Linked DNA regions of Xenopus tropicalis: region 1 is linked to region 2. Evidence: chromatin contacts called from public Hi-C data. All regions are on one chromosome and are shown on one strand. The core of a region is the stretch at or near the end of the contact, and the rest is flanking DNA. Distances in the headings are between cores, read along the strand shown. Region 1 has its middle 200 kb from the start of gpr22l. Region 2 holds the start of pim1 (Pim-1 proto-oncogene, serine/threonine kinase).

Region 1 (4,608 bases), core at 728-3,227, 200 kb before region 2:
CTAATAACCACCCTTTTTTGGAACCCCCAAGAGTTCATTGAATGCTTGTGTTGCTCCCCAACTCTTTTTATATTTATATGTGGCTCAAGGGTCAAAAAGTTTGGGGACCCCTGCATTAGAGAAGCATCTAGGGCCCACTTGCATAAGCACTAAATTAAGTGATATTGGTGCTGCATATGTATATAGTGGAAATAAAAAAGGGGACCAACATATTCTCCCAAGCAATGCATCCAGAAATATCTTTCTGGCTTGTACCCAGGATTGGACTGGGCTGGTGGGACACCAGGAAAAACCGATGGGCCTCGCCAGGCCAGACCCGATTCCAGCTTGCCCTCTACCACCGCCCACCAATCGTGGCAAAGTAAGTATTATGTGCATAGGGGGTAAGGGGTGGGCACCCAATGGGGGAGTGCAGAGGACCTCTTGTCTTTGGCCAATTTTCTAAAACTCAGATGTTGGCAGGTATACTATACACATGGCTCATTTGTAGGCAAGGGGACACTGACCCAATTTGTCCATTAAAAGGGAATCAAATCCAAAAGGTATAAAACCCACTCCTATAAAGTGGTACCTCTTTAAAAAGTACTTGTTTTGGTTTGAAAGCAGTCTGCCTGGATTAGTGAAAGGAAGCAGCATGGGAAAAATACACGATCTTTCATTCTGAGAGAGCCACTTTGTGTTGTATATTTACCTAAGTACTGTTCTCTAGTCACCGCTCCTAGCTCAGTCTCCACTGCAAAAGAGTCCATGAGTCAGTGGCCCTTTGTCCTGTGTCACAACAGAGCAGCATGACAATTATTCACACGAGAAACAGGGGAGATAAGAAAAGAAACAAAAGCCTATAATCATAGCACCCCTATACTTCTTTTTATCTTCTCAGGCTATAAAGCAATAATTCGTGATAAGGTTTATTCATTTCCTGCTGTAAAGTCTTATGGAAACACAAGTAAAATGAAATAAATCACCATATCCAATTTGATAATTTTCAATGAAAGTTATTTATAACTACTGTTAAAGTCAGTATCTGTATGGCTGTTTATATTCTGCACTATTGCTTCTGACTCCTGAAACAATGTAGCCTAAGCCAGCTTTGATTTCACTCTCTAAATGCCCTTGTTTGAATGTAATCAGCCCAGACAGGCCACATTACAGCTGCTCAGCACAGTGCTGGCCTGTATTCCCTCATACACACGCCCAGCTAATCTTGGAGTCCATCCATTTATATTTTACTATTGGCTTCTGGCAGACGTCAGTTGATGGCTCCTGTGTTACTAATAAACACAAATGCCATATTCCTGAGTACAATTTACTGGACATTAGTCAGGCCAAGGAAAGTGAACACATTGAGTCATTGTTCTGTAGCTGAGTCCCGTGCCCAAATTTAGAGCCTGTCTTTCTCTTATCACCCATTACAATACGTCGCCGGCGCTCATACAATGCACAGAGAGATGTTTTGGCAGCTGCTCACGATTCCGGCACAACAAAGGGAAAAGGAGAGTTGTTTTTGGGAAGTAAGTCATTAAAGAAGCCAACTATCTAGGCGCCAGAATTTCATAGCTGCAATCCCCCCGCGAGACAAAAATAAGCCAATAAAGAAGAAAAAGCACAAGGACAGTAACACACAGAGAGCATCCAGGATCACACCCAGCCTGTGTCAGCCTGCTTCATTATCTGATTCTTCTGAGAGCCTTGTGGCTCTCCAGGCAATTGCCTTAACATTGTTCTATTCTGGCTAGAGAGTACAGTACTGTCATTGGGACAAAAGGGGAATCATTTACTAAATGGAGGCAAGCTGCTCTGCCAAAAAAAAAAAAAAAAAAACACAACAACAACAGAAAATACACAGTATCTGCACTTGGATTTTGTAATGTCCAGGTACAGTATTTATAGCCAACTTACTGTACCTCCATATACAATGGTTTAGATTTCTGTTTGGCACACGTTTAATGTGCAATGGACTTTCAGTGCAGGTAAATTAACTCCCAAACCATTGTGTAAATACTGGAGTTAGTAAAAAGTAGGAAACTAGGGGTAGAGGCACGAGCCTTGGGCACTACTACCCATGCTCCTGCATCTTCTTCACATTTAGCCAAAGAACCGCTACATCTTTTAAAAAGGCAACAGGGTTTTCCATTTTTATATTCAATGTGACCATTGGAAGGAGCAGGGCATTCCCCCCGACCCCATGGGAAACTCGCGGAATTTGTCAGCCAGCAGTGATACTGCCATAAGACACAGCACATTAAGGGACACAGGGACAATTGTACAAGGGGGAGTCCCAGAAGGCTGATCACTTTAATAGACCCAAACTGGAGGCACCTTGGGAACGGACTACATCAGCGTAGCACAGATCTGGCATTTCAAGTACACAGAGGCCCAAACAGCCCCCCCAGCCCAATAAATAGTGAGTGTCTATGGCATCTTACAGCAGCTGCTCTGGCATTTGCCAGAGAATGATGCTTATACTTTTATATAATATCGCTGCAGGTCGGACATGTCACAGTTACATACTCTCATGCTGCGGCCCAGGCCCAGACTGACAATCTGTGGATTCAGGCCAATGTCAGAGGGGCTTCTGTAAGATGCCATAGACAGTCACTGTTTATTGGGCTGGGGGGCTGTTTGGGCCTCTGTGTACTTGAAATGCCAGGGACTAGTTGGAATCCCAGTCCAGGCCTAAATAGGCCCAGCACATTAGCAGTTGCATGGAGGAAGGCTATAACAGTGCAGGTACAGTATTCTCTGCACTCTTGGTTCTGACTATTGAAAAAACTTTGCAACAGCCGGCTGTTTAACAGGCTTGTGAAAGTGCATGTGTGGCATTTTGGGAACCAGAATCTTGGCTATAGGAGAGCTTCAGTATAAAATTATCTGCTTTCAGTTGCAATTACACTTACGAATAACATGAAATCACATTTTGAAAAGTAGCTAAGTGTGACTTTCATTCATTATGAGAAAAAGAAATTGGGGTGTGTAGTTTCCCCTTTAAACCAACCCTTTCGATACGTCTATATCCATTTCCCATGTATGTGCCATATTGAGATGCCCCCTTCATATTACAGATTTTTCCTTTTGTGGGAGAGTTCTATATACTGGGGGACCCTGACTCCAGATAGAGGTGTGAATTTGTTGCTACAACCATGGATCTGAATGTTCTCCATAAAATGCATGCACACTTGTGTACTTTGGAAGAGGACAGCCTATTCTGTTGAAATTTGTCTACAGAATTGGCTGCCCATATACAGGTATGGGATCTGTTATCCAGAAAGCTCCAAATTACAGGATGGCCATCTTCCATCCCCTCCATTTTAATCAAATAATTTAATTTAATTGATTTTTTTTCTGTAATAATAAAACAAGCTTGTATTTGAACCCAGCTAAGATATAATTATTATTAATATTGGAGGCAAAACAATCCTTCTGAGTTTATTTAATGTTAAATAACTTTTTAGTAATCTTTAAGTATAGAGATCCAAATTAGGTAAAGACCTGTTATCTGGAATACTCCAGGTCCCAAGCATTCTGGATAATGGGTACCATACCTGCTAACCTTCAATCACTGTGGCTTGTTCCTGATGTGACCACTAGGTGGCACCACAACATGCACAACAAGAAGCTCTGTAGGAAATGGGTGAATTCAGCAGGCTAACACAGAAATTGTGTTTACAATTGGGTTAATGGAATCATCAGAAAGTTCCCTATTTCTTCTTCTATGGAGACACGTTTTTTTCCATTGTTCGAGATAAACAGTCAGGCTCATTTATAATTTTTTTGTTGAGGAAAGTCCTGATACTGGAACACTAGAAGGGGGTTTTTGGTGAGACACAGTCTAGTTCCTCACCTGAGCGATGTCATTGTTATGATCCTTTCTTTATATCCTGCCAACATGTGACACAGTTCCCTATATGTTCAATCAGTAATCTCTGCCCCAGTGGAGCTTACAATCTATTTGCCCTGCCAGAGACACAGAGTAGATTGTGTATTTGGACTTTGGTAGAAAACTGGGGTTCCTAGAGGAACCCACACAGGAGGAGAACATACAAAGTTCATGTCGCTCATGTCCTGGTCAAAGTCAACCCCAAGACTGCACTTCTGCAGAAGATACATGTGTGCCCATGGTCCACTAATAACTTTCAGCACTGAGCTTATGTTTCTTTAATAGGAAGGTTGGTGGGCCAGCACATACTGCCCAACTGTCCCGCTTTCCGCGGGACAGTCCCGGTTTTGGTAGCGCATCCCGCAGTCCCGGATAGTTCCATGAATGTCCCGCATTTCCGTAATGCGGGACATTCATGGAACTATCCCTGACAGCGGGATGCGCTGGCTGTAGTCAGGCGTTCGGTTCCTCTTCTTCAGCATCTCCTCTATATGCGGCTCCTTGTTCGGCGGAGCCAGGTCCTTTTATAAGGTTGCGCTCGTGCGTATTGATGTCACACGTACGCACGGGCGCAACCTTATAAAAGGGCCTGGCTCCGCCGAACAAGGAGCCGCATATAGAGGAGACGCTGAAGAAGAAGCTGCAGCATCAGCAGCATGTATGGAGGCACTGTATGGGGGGGCTACTGTGTATGGGGGGGCTAATGTGTATGGGGGACACTGTGTGGGGGG
Region 2 (4,393 bases), core at 1,893-4,392:
CTTGCAAACACACATGCTCTCTTCAGTAATAGCATAGGTACACCTTGCTTTAACAAGTACTGTTCCAGTGCAATACACATGGATTCTGGCCCTGCAGCTCCTGCCCTACACCTATGACTGGTGCCACATTTATCCTGTGCCTAGTTAATCATATACCATGCATTATCCATTGCTCCAGACATGGTTCTGGAATTTGCTTAAGTAACAAACTTTTTCTCCTACCAAATCAGCAGATGTCTCTCATTGGTCACTGTCCAAACTGGAATTGTAAATAGATGCATGTCCATTTTGATCTTATTTGTCATTAGCCAGGCTCTTGTGTGGTCCTAGGGCAAATTGTAAGTGATCCAATTCATTAATCCTGTTATTCTACAATCATCCTTTGCAAGGCATATGTTTATTAGATACAGAGAATCTCTTGAAAGGTGTCCCCACTTTACCCCTAGGCAGGCCCAGAATGGCAAACCAGCCAAATAAATAGTGAGTGTCTATGACATCTTACAGCAGCCCCTCTAGCATAGAGGGGCTGCTGTAAGATGTCATAGACACTCACTATTTATTGGGTTGGGGGGGACTGTTTGAGCTTCTGTGTACTTGGAATACCAATGCCTATTGTGACTCCTAGTCCAGACCTGCCCCAAGGTACTACAGCAGAAATGAAGGGTTTAACATTAAAGAAGACATATTGGATAAATGAGAAAACCCCTAATTTTGTAGGCAATTATGAATAATATATGGTGCTGGTTTCTGTAAAAATGGCCCCTTTATTAGAGCTCCCTGTAGATCCCATCAGTTCTCTGTCTGTTCTTGAAATGAAGGGTGGGTGTTTCCTAACAGTCCCAGGCAGATGCTAAGTAAAGGTGGCCATACACGAGCAGATCCGCTCGCTTGGCGATGTCGCCAAGCGAGCGGATCTTCCCCCGATATCCCCACCTACGGGTGGGCGATATCGGGGACCATTTAGGTAAAAAAAATAATAATCCGATCGTTTGGCCCTGGGGCCAGACGATCGGATTATGTGGGCGGCAATGGGGCAGTCGGATCGGGGACCGCATCAACGAGCCGATGCGGTCCCCGATCCGACCAGATTTTCTAACCTGGCCGATCGAGATCTGGCCAATTTCAGGCCAGATATCGGTCGGCCAGGCCGCTCTGCTCTCCCCATACACGGGCCGATTAGCTGCCGAATCGGTCCAAGGGACCGATATCGGCAGCTATAGTCGGCCCGTGTATGGCCACCTTAAGAAGGGGAGAGCCAACCACAGCCCTGCAGTCACACAAGCAAAGACAGGCTTCAGTTCCCTATCAGGTCAGCCTAGCTGCTGATTGGTTCCTACATTGCAGTGTACCGAGTGCCGCCGGCCCCCCTGCACATCCAGAGAATTCAGCCAGCAGGAGGTAGAACAGACGGGCGGGACTAGTGGGGTTTTGGTGGAATTTTTCAATAATAATTCACTGGTACATTTATAATTTTTATAGGATATGTCTCCTTTAAACCTATACAGCACTATTAAAAATATACTCCATTTATTGTACAGATAGTAATTTTTGGTACCTGTGGCAGATGACTCCACAAGGAGCTGAATCAGATTCCAGTATCTTACACACAAGGCCACTCCTTCGCTGTGCCTTAAAAAAAAAAAAGATATGTGTCAAGTGCTATGTAATAGTGCCAGCACATTATGAGAATAAATATAGCCCATACATTGCCCAAGCAGGACCATCATTAGCTCCTGACTGGCACAGACATTGTTATTTATGTTATTACTACTGTCAGGTTTATGCACAGCGTGCCGCTCATACTCCTGTACTACAGGCACAACCCATACTGCTTGTGTGAGGCTAAAGGGGAATCAATAACGTTGCATTACACAGAGCTGGGACATTGTACAAACCAGTTTGGAATTGAAACAAAAATGCAAGGTCTGACCGACAGGGGTCACTGTTTTATGAGTGTGAGTGGGTGAGGTCACCTCAATCAGAGCAATCATGGCGGCCCGCACTTATATCATTTCATTTGTAACCCCTTTTGCACCTCTTTAGATGCTGTGAATACTTCCCTTGAAATATATATGTATTATTTTCCATATAAAAGTATGGGATTCCTTATCCATAAACCTCCAAATTACATAAGGCCATTTCCCATAGACTCCATTTTAATCAAATATTTAATTTCAAATATTCCATTTCAATTAAATATTTATATCTTCTCTGTAATTATAAGACAGTACCTTGTACTTGATCCCAACTAAGATATAATTAATCCTTACTGGTGGCAAAACAACGCTATTTAGTTTAATGTTTAAATGATTTTTTTTGTAAATTTAATGTATGGAGATCCAAATTGCGGAAAGGCCTCTTATCTGGAAAACCGAGCATTCTGGGTAACAGGTGCCATACCTGTATATATAATATTTATGTGTGTGTAAATGACATCACCAAGAACCACTTATAACTGAAGGCATCACAAAGCTCATTTGAGAGATTACTTGTGGCTTTTGTCTAATCATAAAGTCATTAACCCCTTGCTTGCCAGCTGCAGTGAATGCTATGTGAACTGCATATTGTAAAGAAACATAACTTTTCATGTGTAAAACGTAACCTGGAACCATAAAATCTACGGTTCCCCCAACAGTCAGATTTCTTGCTGCATTAGATTGGCAGGTAAAAAGTCCAACTCGAAGTTTTTGGGTCTTTATTATTTTGATAAGTCTCAGGCTGTTGCTGAACAGCTAGTGGCTGAAGACCACTGTTTAGATTGTAAGCTCTTGCAAACAGAGCATAATGTTTACATTTCATTGTATTTTATCCTATTATACAAGAGCAAAGGTTTTGTTCTTATATCTACCAAAAGACAGGGCTCCCCCTATGTGCAGCTTACAATCTGATCGACCCCCAGGGCAAAAAAAAGCGGGCTGTAGTTTCCCTGTGCATAGTAAGTAATTGCCCTTAAATCAGCCCCCAGCTGCCTAAACAGCCTGAGGTTTGTTGTAGAATTAGGCAGTTCCATACTTAGTCATTGATGGGTGGGTAGGTGTGTTCTCACAGGGGGGAGGGTAATGTGGGAGGATACCGCCACCCCTCCCCTGCCTCCCCAGGCAGTGTCATGTTGCAGAGTCCTTGAGCTCCACTCAATGTGAACGTTGCTATCTTAGAGGACTGATCTCTCGCTTGGACTTCAGCAGCTCCGGACTGTACCAGTGGTTGGAGGGGGGGAATCTCCTGCAGCCACTGCACTGAAACTGCTCCGAAATCCTCTTCACCTACCTCTCCCACTTCTCATCCACCTCCCCAAAATGTCATCGGTACAAGTTATTTACCACCAGAAGATCCACAATTATCATCTGAATTCGGTTTTCCCTAAGGATGACCTGCCAGCTGGTAAGTGACAGTCTGCAGAGCTGACAGTTTCTTCATGGCTTGCCAGTTTCTTTATTATTATTATTGTTGTTATTATTATTATCAGCATTTATTTTGAAAGCATTTTGCATGTTGCATGTATAATACCTGGGAAATAGAGAGATACATTATTACTAATAGAGAATAAACTGAAGAAGCCGCTCAGATGAGTGGTGAGATGTTTCCAAGATTACTCAGCATGTCCGGTTGCTTTAGACTTATCACTACTAGATACATGTTGGCTGTTAGAAGGGGGACCTGATAATTAACAAAATAAATACAGCACCCCGCCACCTCCATGACAGCGAAGCGGCACAGCTACAATACTCAGCTGAGCCACGGAACCGCAAACATGCATTTGAATAATATAAATATTTGTTTGGGCAGTGACTCATAATGCTCAGGTTCCTGCATCATACGCACAGGGAATGATCGAGCGGCATGGGACTGATATGATCCCCCCCGCCAGCTGACTAGAATGCTGGAATATCATCATGTGATATCCATAACAGTGGCTTTCCAGCAGCTAAGGGGTGTGTTGGATTCTCCCATCAATACAGCACTGAGTAGGTGGGGGCGTTCGGTAACCAGCAAGGGGAATCCACGCACTTACATATTTAGCCTGAAGAGGGGGGGGGGGGGTGTAAAATAAAAACAAACAGCAGCTTCAGCCCATTGGAAAGTCCACGGTTTCAATTACAAACTGGAAACCTTGAGTATTATGTTTATTGCGGAAAAACCAGTGTGTCATTATTTTGAAGCTATTAAAAGGGAAATTTGTGATGATTTGTGAGCCTATCATGCAGGGGTGCCTTTTAATTCAATTTTGTTGATGAAAGTCATGAATGCAAGGCCTGGATCCCATGTGAATTAGTTAATAGCTGTTGTTGTACTACAAGTCCCAGGGGCCCCTGTGATGTTTGGAGACCCAGGGGTACCCTGAAACTGACCCCAGGCTCTTTTTATCATGATAAAGCTTTGATTGGATTGTGTT

Evidence for each region. Hi-C and Micro-C count contacts between places; a contact is called where the count stands out from the background.
Region 1: a contact with region 2 is called in a Hi-C map of liver, with 3 times the contacts expected there. The contact joins the enhancer-like site here to the promoter of pim1 in region 2. A contact is called at or near these places in 5 of 5 Hi-C or Micro-C datasets (brain, gastrula embryo, liver and 2 more).

Annotation. Positions count from the first base shown.
Region 1 is chr4:137,135,305-137,139,912 of UCB_Xtro_10.0, reverse strand. No RefSeq gene overlaps it. Among named protein-coding and RNA genes, the nearest start is that of gpr22l, 200 kb to the left of the region's middle. Within about 2 kb of position 1,977, at least 7 of the 11 cell types and tissues checked have an H3K27ac peak or open chromatin away from gene starts, as enhancers often do. A contact at or near this core is called in liver, where this site is marked.
Region 2 is chr4:136,932,204-136,936,596 of UCB_Xtro_10.0, reverse strand. pim1 (Pim-1 proto-oncogene, serine/threonine kinase) reads left to right here and starts at 3,142. Exons shown (of 7, transcript NM_001008131.1): 1 at 3,142-3,381. The coding sequence starts at 3,297. LOC105947016 (a long non-coding RNA gene) reads right to left here. Exons shown (of 4, transcript XR_004222442.1): 3 at 1,556-1,629; 4 at 1-326.